3 separate regions of the Mus musculus genome follow, and regions 2 and 3 are each linked to region 1. A link is a contact called in public promoter capture Hi-C data. All regions are on one chromosome and are shown on one strand. The core of a region is the stretch at or near the end of the contact, and the rest is flanking DNA. Distances in the headings are between cores, read along the strand shown.

The links. Promoter capture Hi-C pulls out the DNA fragments that hold promoters and counts their contacts.
Region 2: a promoter capture Hi-C map of neural stem cells shows a contact between it and region 1. The contact joins the promoter of Tm6sf2 here to the promoter of Fkbp8 in region 1.
Region 3: a promoter capture Hi-C map of erythroid cells shows a contact between it and region 1, with 10 times the contacts expected there. The contact joins the promoter of Borcs8 here to the promoter of Fkbp8 in region 1. A contact is called at or near these places in 1 of 39 promoter capture datasets (erythroid cells), 4 of 484 Hi-C or Micro-C datasets (B cells, muscle stem cells, myocytes and 1 more), 3 of 115 datasets of contacts at active chromatin or transcription factors (bone marrow-derived macrophages, memory CD8 T cells and stem cell-derived neural progenitor cells) and 1 of 9 other capture datasets (pancreatic islet).

Annotation. Positions count from the first base shown.
Region 1 is chr8:70,526,276-70,529,266 of GRCm38.p6, forward strand. It overlaps Fkbp8 (FK506 binding protein 8), which reads left to right and starts at 1,468. Exons shown (of 9, transcript NM_001111066.1): 1 at 1,468-1,561.
Region 2 is chr8:70,071,527-70,074,517 of GRCm38.p6, forward strand. Tm6sf2 (transmembrane 6 superfamily member 2) reads left to right here and starts at 1,398. Exons shown (of 10, transcript NM_001293795.1): 1 at 1,398-1,563; 2 at 2,752-2,855. The coding sequence starts at 1,469. It overlaps Sugp1 (SURP and G patch domain containing 1), which reads left to right. Exons shown (of 14, transcript NM_027481.3): 13 at 1-125; 14 at 280-821. The coding sequence ends at 306.
Region 3 is chr8:70,137,889-70,140,879 of GRCm38.p6, forward strand. Borcs8 (BLOC-1 related complex subunit 8) reads left to right here and starts at 1,611. Exons shown (of 6, transcript NM_001145552.2): 1 at 1,611-1,884. The coding sequence starts at 1,848. It overlaps Rfxank (regulatory factor X-associated ankyrin-containing protein), which reads right to left and starts at 1,309. Exons shown (of 9, transcript NM_011266.2): 1 at 1,033-1,309; 2 at 141-335. The coding sequence starts at 327. It overlaps Gm45929 (predicted gene, 45929), which reads left to right and starts at 1,611. Exons shown (of 9, transcript NM_001310055.1): 1 at 1,611-1,884.

The sequences.
Region 1 (2,991 bases), core at 218-2,717:
CTTTGGCATTCACTTGTGTACCAGGGAGGCGCATGTTCATTCATTCATATATATATTCCATATATAATATATAGTTTTCCTTGCATGTAAAGAGATATTGAGGTCTACACTGCTTAACTGAGCTTCTGCCTAGCATGTGCAAAGGTCCCAGATCCAATTTCAAGTACTACAAGAACCAAAGAACAACAACAAAAAACAAACCCCACTGGGTTTCAGATGTAGCCAGGTTCAAAGCCCTCAGAACTGGAACAAGCCCATGGTTTCTTTGATATCAAGTGAAAGAATTACAGGATCATTCTTGAAAGGTGACAGCTCGGGAGAGTAGATAAGGTCCTTCAAATGAGAGGCCCTGCTTTCTCCCTGACACCTTAGCACCTTCTGGCAGAGTCTGCATGGACAGCAGGCAGTTACTGAAAACCTTGTATCTCAGGTGACTGCCCTTCAGCTTTCAGCTACTGTTCTTTTAGACAGTGCAATGTAGCCAAGCCGGGTCGTGAACTTCTGATCCTCAGTGCCCCACTTGTCAAGTACTGAGACAACAGGCAAGCACCCTGTCTGGCTTCCTGACCCCGTCTGTACCTTCAAGGTAACTTAGTAAGCAGTCACACAAGACCCCAGAACCTTGGGGCTGGAGAGATGGATGGCTCAGTGGTTTAGAGCACTGACTGCTCTTCCAGAGGTCCTTAAATTCAATTCCCAGCAACCACATGGTGGCTCACAATCATCTGTAATGGGATCTGATGCCCTCTTCTGGTGTGTCTAAAGACAGTGACAGTGTACTAATAAAATTAAATCAATAATTCTTTAAGACTCCAGAACCTCACAAGCAAGCTAAACACTTTGCTGTCAGCTTGGGCTTCATGGTCAGACCCTGGCTAACTAAAATACAATATAAAACATGAAACAAAAGAGAATGCTATAATAAAATAGTTGAGACGGGTGTGGTAGCACACACCTTTAATCCCAGGAGCAGATAGAGGCAGTATGATCTCCATGAGTTTAAGGCCAGCCTGGTCTGGTAAACGTGCTGCGTCCAGGACAGCCAAGCCTACACAGAGAGGCTTGCTCACCACGCCCCAGGAAAAGAGAGGGGCAGGGGAAGGAGGACATGAAATAAAGTATTAAGTAAAATTATGAAATATTATTGTTTTCCAAAGAGCCCCGAAAATGACCGCGCATGAGCTACAGTGTTTCTTGTTTATTTCTACCTCGTATGTAAGCAGGAGGAAGCCTGCCCCAGCATGAACTCAAATCAGGGCGTGCTGCTATCCTCTCCCACTGTGCGCCCAGTGCGTTCCCATCTCCCACTCCCAACAGCCCCTCCACCTAGAGGCTAGAGCCCCTTTAAGAAACGGCCAGCGGAGCTTACCAGGAAGGAGGTGGTGTCGAGGGCGCGAGACGGACGTGTGCACAAGCCAATAAACACGGCAGACGCGGTGTGAACAGCCAATGGGTGCGCGGGGGCGGGGCTGCGTATCTGAAGCTGTTTCCCGAGGCGCGGCGGCCGCGGCTGGGGGCGGGGAGGGGGCACAGGACCCCGAGCGGGGTCCCCGAGCCGCAGGCACGTGTGACGGGGCGTAGCGAGGAGGCCGAGGCTCCCGGGGCCAAGGCCTCCCGAGGCTGCGGGAGGCTGGGCCTCCCGGGGCGGTAGTGTCGACCGGGCGCGGGGCGGCGTTGGGGTGCGGGGCGCGCGGGGCATTGTGGGGGCTCGGGGCGGGAGGGTCTCCGGTCGGGGCCGGATCCCGGAAGGAGCCCCGCAGGTGAGGGTCGCAGGGCAGGGACGCAGGGCTCCGGGGCTTCCTGGGGCTTAAGGAGAGGGCCTGATAGGACGTAGGGTTCTACAGCTGGGTTGGGGGCCTCCGCAGAGAGGCCTGGGGCCAGCGAGATGGTGCAAGAGTCCATATTGGTGTTCCCACTACTCTTTCGCTTTTATTTAATTTGAGACTGGGTCTCCAGTATTCTAAGCTAGTCTTCAAGTGGGTGTGTAGCTCAGGCTGGCCTTGAACTCCTGGCCTTCCTGTCCGAAGAGCTGGATGACAGGCGTGCCTTGCCACACCTGGTTTACAGGGGTGCTAATTCTAAAGCGTCGTGCTTGCTAGGAGAACGCTCTTCCAACGAATTACAATCCTAGCTTATGCTTTCAATTTCTTGAGTCAGGATTTCATGTAACTCATGAATTCCATGGCCTCGAATACCTGGTCATCCTTCCTCCACCTCCCGATTGCTGGAATGAAAGGCATTTGCTGATACATGGTTTCTGCAGCGTTGGGGTTAGAACCCCGGGTCTTGTGCTTGGTAGACAAGTGCCCTGTTGCCTGAGCTATCTCCCCAGTGCCCTACTACGATTAAAAGCTGGAAGCAGACTTGGTGATAGAGGCAGGTTGGAGCCATCGTCTCTGTTGTTGGGAGATTCAGCAAGAGACATTAAGTTTCTAGCACCAATCCTTTATTGCTGGATCCTTTAGCAGAGAAGGTGGCCAGAGTCAGGAACCTCTACTAAAAGTTCACCTTTTTCAAATGAATAAGTTATAAAACTTATAAAGATTGCTGTCCCAAGGCCTCAGTGACAGTCCCCACTGCCTCAATTACCCCAACACCCTTTTCTTGACATTCAGCTCAATAACTTTCGATCTTGACCCTCTTGTTAATTGGCTTGTTTTCTGACTTTGGCTAAGTGGCTTTGTCTTTTTTTTTTTTTTTTTTTTGGTGGTTTATCGAGACAGGGTTTCTCTGTATAGTCCTGGCTGTCCTGGAACTCACTTTGTAGACCTTGAACTCAGAAATCCACCTGCCTCTGCCTCCTGAGTGCTGGGATTAAAGGCGTGTGCCACCATGCCTGGCTGGGCTTTGTCTTTCTGTGCTTGTTGGATCTTTCCTGTGTAAGCTAGGGTTTCCCTACTTTCTGTGCTTATAAAGATTCCATAATAACAGCTAACCCAGCTGCAGTCTGTGGCTCAGCGTGTGAGGTCTGTGTTCCTTTCAACAAGCCAG
Region 2 (2,991 bases), core at 148-2,647, 450 kb before region 1:
CCACCACAATAGATGGAGCTGGCTTTGGCATCGACCGGCCAGCTGAACTCTCCAAGGAGGATGATGAGTACGAGGCCTTCCGCAAGAGGATGATGCTGGCCTACCGATTCCGGCCCAACCCGCTGGTGCGTGCCTCCCTGACTGCCTGTTAGTTTGAGAGAGATGACAAAACCCCTGCTGTAGCCCTCACAGGATGTCAGCTCTGCTGCCTGCAACGTTGTGGAGGGAGGACCTATAGTTTTCCACTAACACTCCTTTGATCTTTTTGGGCTTCCACAGAACAACCCCAGACGGCCCTACTACTGAATATTCTGGAAACACAAAGTCTACATTCAGATCGGCCATCCTTGGACTATGAAATGTTCTGGCATCCATCTCTATCCTGTGGTCACAAGTGTTGTGCTGTGTATTAAAGTCCCAATGCTCACCTGTCCAGCATTCCAGTTCCTGCTGTTGCCAGAAACCTCTTTTGTCCCTCCTCCAGTCCCACTGAGGCTCATTGAGTTCACAGTAACTGGAGACCAGCCAGTTGATTCAGACTTTACCCCAGGCAGAGGAAAAAGAGGCTTCCAAACACTTCATGATATGTGCATGGGCTGGTGTGGACTGGGCACAGCTGGAGTATGGGTAGGGCCTGTCTAGAGGCAGAGGCCTGGGCTGTCTCATGTATTGCTCACTGCATAGCTGCAAGAGCCCAGCTGGAGCCCGTGATGGTCAATCTTTGCAGCTTCATCCCATTTGTGCTGCCCTGGATCCTCCCCAGACCTCTCCAGCTAGTCAAAGTCCTCAAGAGAATAAGAATGATAAATCTGAGTACTCCAGTCTTGCTCCTCTGGTCTTCCATCTCCCCAATGTTTCCCTCTCCCAAGATCTGGTTGGGCATGACACAAAAGGTCCTAGAGTTGGCAGAGCTGAGTAGTGGGAGTGTGGCCAGGGGCTGGACTGCAGTGTGTACAAGTTGTGAGTGTAGGGCCTGGGGGCGGGGCCATGTAGAGCGTGGCTGCACTCTTGAGCTAATGCCTGTGAGTAGGGCTAGGAGAGGTGAATGGGTCTTAGGTAAGGGACTATTGTGGACTCGGTAAAGGGAAGTCTCTACAGTTCAGCCCCACAGGTGACTAGGGTATGGGGGCGGAGTTATAAGCTGGGTAGAGGTAAGGGGGCATGGCTGCAGATGTGGGACGGCTGAAAACTGGGAAAGGACGCTGTGCAATGGATAAAAGGACTGAGAAAGGGAGCTTATGGGCGGAGTCTCCTGATAGTAGGGCGGCACTCCCCACCCACCCCCTCCGCATACTGGCCAAGAACCTCAACACAGGAAAGGGTGGTGACCAGCTCCTGCGCGGGGCGACCTTTGCGCGCGGGGGGGGGGGGGGGGGCAGGCAGGTTCCTGGCAACTCAGAGCTCTGACGCGCTGCGGTCACGGAGCCAAGCGTCCTGGAGGCCTCGCCGGGGTCGGGGTGCCGCTGCCATGGACATCCCGCCCCTAGCCGGCAGGACTGTGGCAATGTCATTCTGCGCCCTGCCAGTGTCCTACCTACTCAATCAAGTTTCGGCGTTCTCACAGTGCGTTTTCGTCCATGAGGACCATGGGGCTGGAGGGAGGATGAGGGGTAGCAAAATCCCATAGGATGGGAGCTGGGCCGGGGGAACGCCATTGCAAGCAGAAATCCCTCTCCAGCCGCGCTGTCAGGAAGATGAAGTTGTAAGTTTCTGGGGAAAGGTGATGTGGAGCCATAGTGGGTTGTGGCATTTACGAGTATTCCAGGGATGTATGCTGTGCCAGTTCCAAAGTCACCCAGGGTCAAAGTATTTTCCTAGATAAAGCCCAACTCACCCAACTTCCCTGGTACGCATGCCCTGTACCATCGTCTCTGTCTCAGGCCTAGAGTTAACTCCCCCTACAAGCAATGAGCACCCTGTCCCTGACTTCTATCTTCAGATAGACCCCGGAGGTCCAGCAATCCCCTCACTCCAAAGCTCAGTTAACTCAAACAGTGGGATAGAGAGGGCCTTAGCCATAGGTCTGACTCCCTGGTACCTGTCTCCTGAGAGTCTGAGTGAGCCAAGTGCCCTTTGGGAGCCCAGGTCTCTTTATCTATCTGGGTTTCACTATCGTCATGGGTGAGGATCACAAGTTCTGTGCAGTGTCAAGATTAGTGTTGGCATTTTGGTTAAGTAAAACCAGGATGGAGTTTATGAAATGTGGGCCTGGGTAGTTTAGGAGAATTGAACAAAAACTGGCTGTGTGGCACCAGACAGGTGGATTCCCCTCTCTGGGTTTTGGTTTGTTTGTCCAGCTGTGTTAAGGGAAGCCCAGAGACCTGGCTTGTGTTATCTATGCAGCTAGCTGAACTGTCTTATCAGACTGTATAACTTCGGTGTAACTGAGCAAGAATAGGGAAGTGCAGTTGGAGACATTTGGACTTTAGTTGAGAGAAACTGGGAGCCTCAAGAAAATACTAGATTCCCTCCCATCAGAGTCCAACCACATGAAGGGTGAGGCTCAATGAGTGACCTGGCAAATCCAAAGGAATGAGTATTAGCTAATGATGAAACACAGAGATAGGGAAATCAGAGAGGGCTTCCAGTGGGAGCAATATGGATAAGCCTTGAAGTATGAGTAGGAGTTTGCCAAGTAGAAAACCTAACCAAGAAACCACTGATGGAGAAGTCAGGTCTCATTCTCCTTTGCTGACACTTTCTGAATAATTCCTCCAGGAGGTCTCACCCAAGCACTCGATTTTCCCCCAGGCCCCTGTTTGTGGTGCTGACGAGTGCTCTGATACTGGGTCTGCTCTTCCTGGCAGTCTATAGCCTATCTCATGGGGAGATCACCTACGACCCTCTCTATGCTGGTGAGTCATTGGGAGGTGCTGAGGAGCAGGGTTCTCTGGGCAAAGGCTAAAGACCAACCCAAGGACCTCTGTTAGTCTTTGAGTGGTTCCCATTAACTGTGGAACTCGGAGGGCCTGGAATACCATTAGACTGGAG
Region 3 (2,991 bases), core at 361-2,860, 390 kb before region 1:
ACCATATTACACACACACACACACACACACATACACGACAATAAAAATAACCTAGGAGGGTGGAGGGGAAGAGTGATGAAAGCAGAGATGTGGTCTGGAACTTGACAGTCTCCCTCACCAGAGCCCAGAGTGGTTCTCACCCTGCAGTGAGGATGCACTGGCATCTGCTTCAGGATTCACAGCGTCTGGGGTGCAGGGGAACAGGCTGAGGACGACAGTGTCTGAGTTCTCTGGGGACTCATCTCTGGTGTCCTCAGGATCCTCTAGGTCAGGAACAGGAGGTTGCTGGTTTGGGACAAGGTTCTCTGCAACCTGAGTGGGCTCCATGGAGGAAGCTGGAGTGAAGAGATGACAGTAATTAGCCAAATCTCGTGGTCCCCAAGATGGCTCAGTTGGTAAAGGCGCTTGTCACCAAGTCAGATGACCCAATTTTGATTCCAGGAACCCACAGGGTGGAGGGAAAAAACTGACCCTGGTAAATTGTCCTCTGACCTCCACACCAAACCCACAGCACAGCCTGCCCACAAAATAAATGAATAAATGAGTTCTTATCTGGGGCTGGAGCTTGGTTAGGTGGGGCATGATAGTGCACACCTTTAGTCCTAGTACTTGGGAGGCAGAGGCAGGTAGATCCCTTTGAGTTCAAGACTAGCCTAGTCTAAATAGTGAATTCCAGGACAGCCATGGTCTGCATATTGAGCCTTGCTTTATGACGCCGGGAAAACTGTGGCTTTAGATAAATATCATTGTTAATAAATTAACACCAGAAGCCAAGGCAATAAAATGAGGGTTCTGGCAGCAGTCTGGGTTCCAATCACTTACAAGCTATAAAAACCTAGTCTATGACTAAGCTGAGCCTCATTCCCTCGTTAATAAGGTGAAGATGTAAGGCCTCAGAGAGGTCATATCAGAAAACATCATAGAGAGATACTAATGTCAAACTTATCAATGTCCCACTGTGGTTATTTGGGCCGGAATCCCCCAAAATGACTTAGGACTCAACAAAAGATGCGACGTGTAAGATCCACTCACCTCCCTCCAGCCTCCTCTGTGTCCCTACGCTGCCAGCCTTGGTCTTCCAAAACTCAGGAAGCTCTGTTCACAAACTTTTCTGGTTCAGTAGATCTCGTAAAGAGCAAGTTGGTGACCAGACGCTCAGTTCTCTAGCTTCCTCTCCTGGGACATAGAGCAGCAACTTAATACGCGACGACTACTCCTACTGGAAAACTCCTCCACTGCGCCTGCGCACCCTTGCCCTGCAAAAGTACCAAAAAATAAAAAATAAAAACCCGAAGCTGCTTCTAGCGCTTTAAGACTGGAGGGAGGAGCGTGGCTTCCGCTGAGGCCAATGGGTACAGTGGCGCATGCGCACGCTATCCTTCCTAAAGGGCTGAAGGAGCCTTAGACTCGCTGAAGATTTTATTGCGCGTGCGCTTCCCCGCCCCATGCACCGCCCCCTCCTGTCTGCCCCAATCGGATCCACAGACGGTGGGAGGGCGGAGCATTTGCCCCACGGGGCGGAGACACATGGGCGGGACTTGTCAAATTTAAAGAGACCGAATATTATTGTTACTTTGTCCATAACAATTTCCCTGCCCTGGTCCCTGAGAATTATCTGTACGTGTAGCAGGGAGTCCTTGACGAGGCATACTATAACATCAAGAAATCTCTATCCTCCCGACACGCTCGCATAGGACTGCCTCCTTCCGTCTATCTCGTGTCTGAATAGAAGTTACCTCGTAAGAGGAGCCAGCGCACAGGACGCCAGAACCCATACCTGAACGTTTAAACGTCTCAACCTCCCGACTTCCGCTTCCGGTTTCTGGGCTCTGCTGGCTGCCTTCACTATGGAAGAACCTGAGATGCAGCTGAAGGGAAAGAAAGGTGTTGCGGGACCCTAGAGGGGTTGGAGGGGCCTAGAGAGGGCAACGCGGGAAGGTACATGACAAAGAGCCGCCGTAGACCTCCCGGCCTGCGGGGTTCGATGGAAAAGGGAGGCCGGTGTCTCCCGCCGGGAGGTGTTGTGATGTATAATGATCCCGGGCAGGAAAAGGCTCTTTTCTACTTCTGAGATAAGGTCCCGGGATGTAACCCTGGCTATATTGGAACTCGCTGTGTAGACCGGGATGGTCTCAAACCTCTCTGCCTTCTGAGAGTTGGAATTAAAAGCAGAATCCATCCAGGTCCCTGCTCAGTGTAATGTGGTTTTTAGCCTGTGAATACGTAAAGGAGTATGTGGGCTTGGTGGCGCAATACTCTAATCCTCTCTTCTCAAGAGACAAGAAATTGAAGGCCAGTTTGGTCTGCACATTGAAACTCAAATCTCGAGAGAAGAGCTGGGGCTTTAGCTCAGTCGTAAACACTTTGACCAGCGCATTCAAAGCTCTGGGTTTGATCCCCGACACTGCAAAATATATTAAGGACCAGATAAGTAGATTATTTTCTTTAGCTGATGGGAGCCCTGCGTGGTAAGAGGAGTTGGTGTCATCTGCCACCATTAGCCTGGTCAGAGCTTGTCTGATACAGGAAGGAGTGGGGGATGAAGGGGACTGAAGTTGGAAGCAACAGGATCCTTGATGGATGGAGCAGGAAGAATAGAGATTTCCTGACTGGGAAAGCTGTTGGTCAAAGTCTACCCTGGGATGATGGTTTTGGTGCAGTTGACTTGTGGTAGGAACATGAGTTCTGGAGTAAAGGAAACAGGCTTAACAGGAACTTGAATGGATTCTGCAGAGGGCAGCCTTAGCAGGCATGTTTCTGGAACAGGGCCTGTGATATACCTCAGAGCTGTTCCCACACAGCAAGGGACGTGGCCTTCCACATCATTCCTGCCACAGAGTAGAGGCCTCACGAGATTGTGGACTTTAGGCACCTTTGAGTTCTGTGTTCATCCTCTGGGCAGCTGGATATGGTGGTACATGCTTCTCTTCCCTTGGGAGCACTTGGGAGGCAAAGGCAGGCAGAGGAATTGCTGTGAGTTAAGGACAGCTT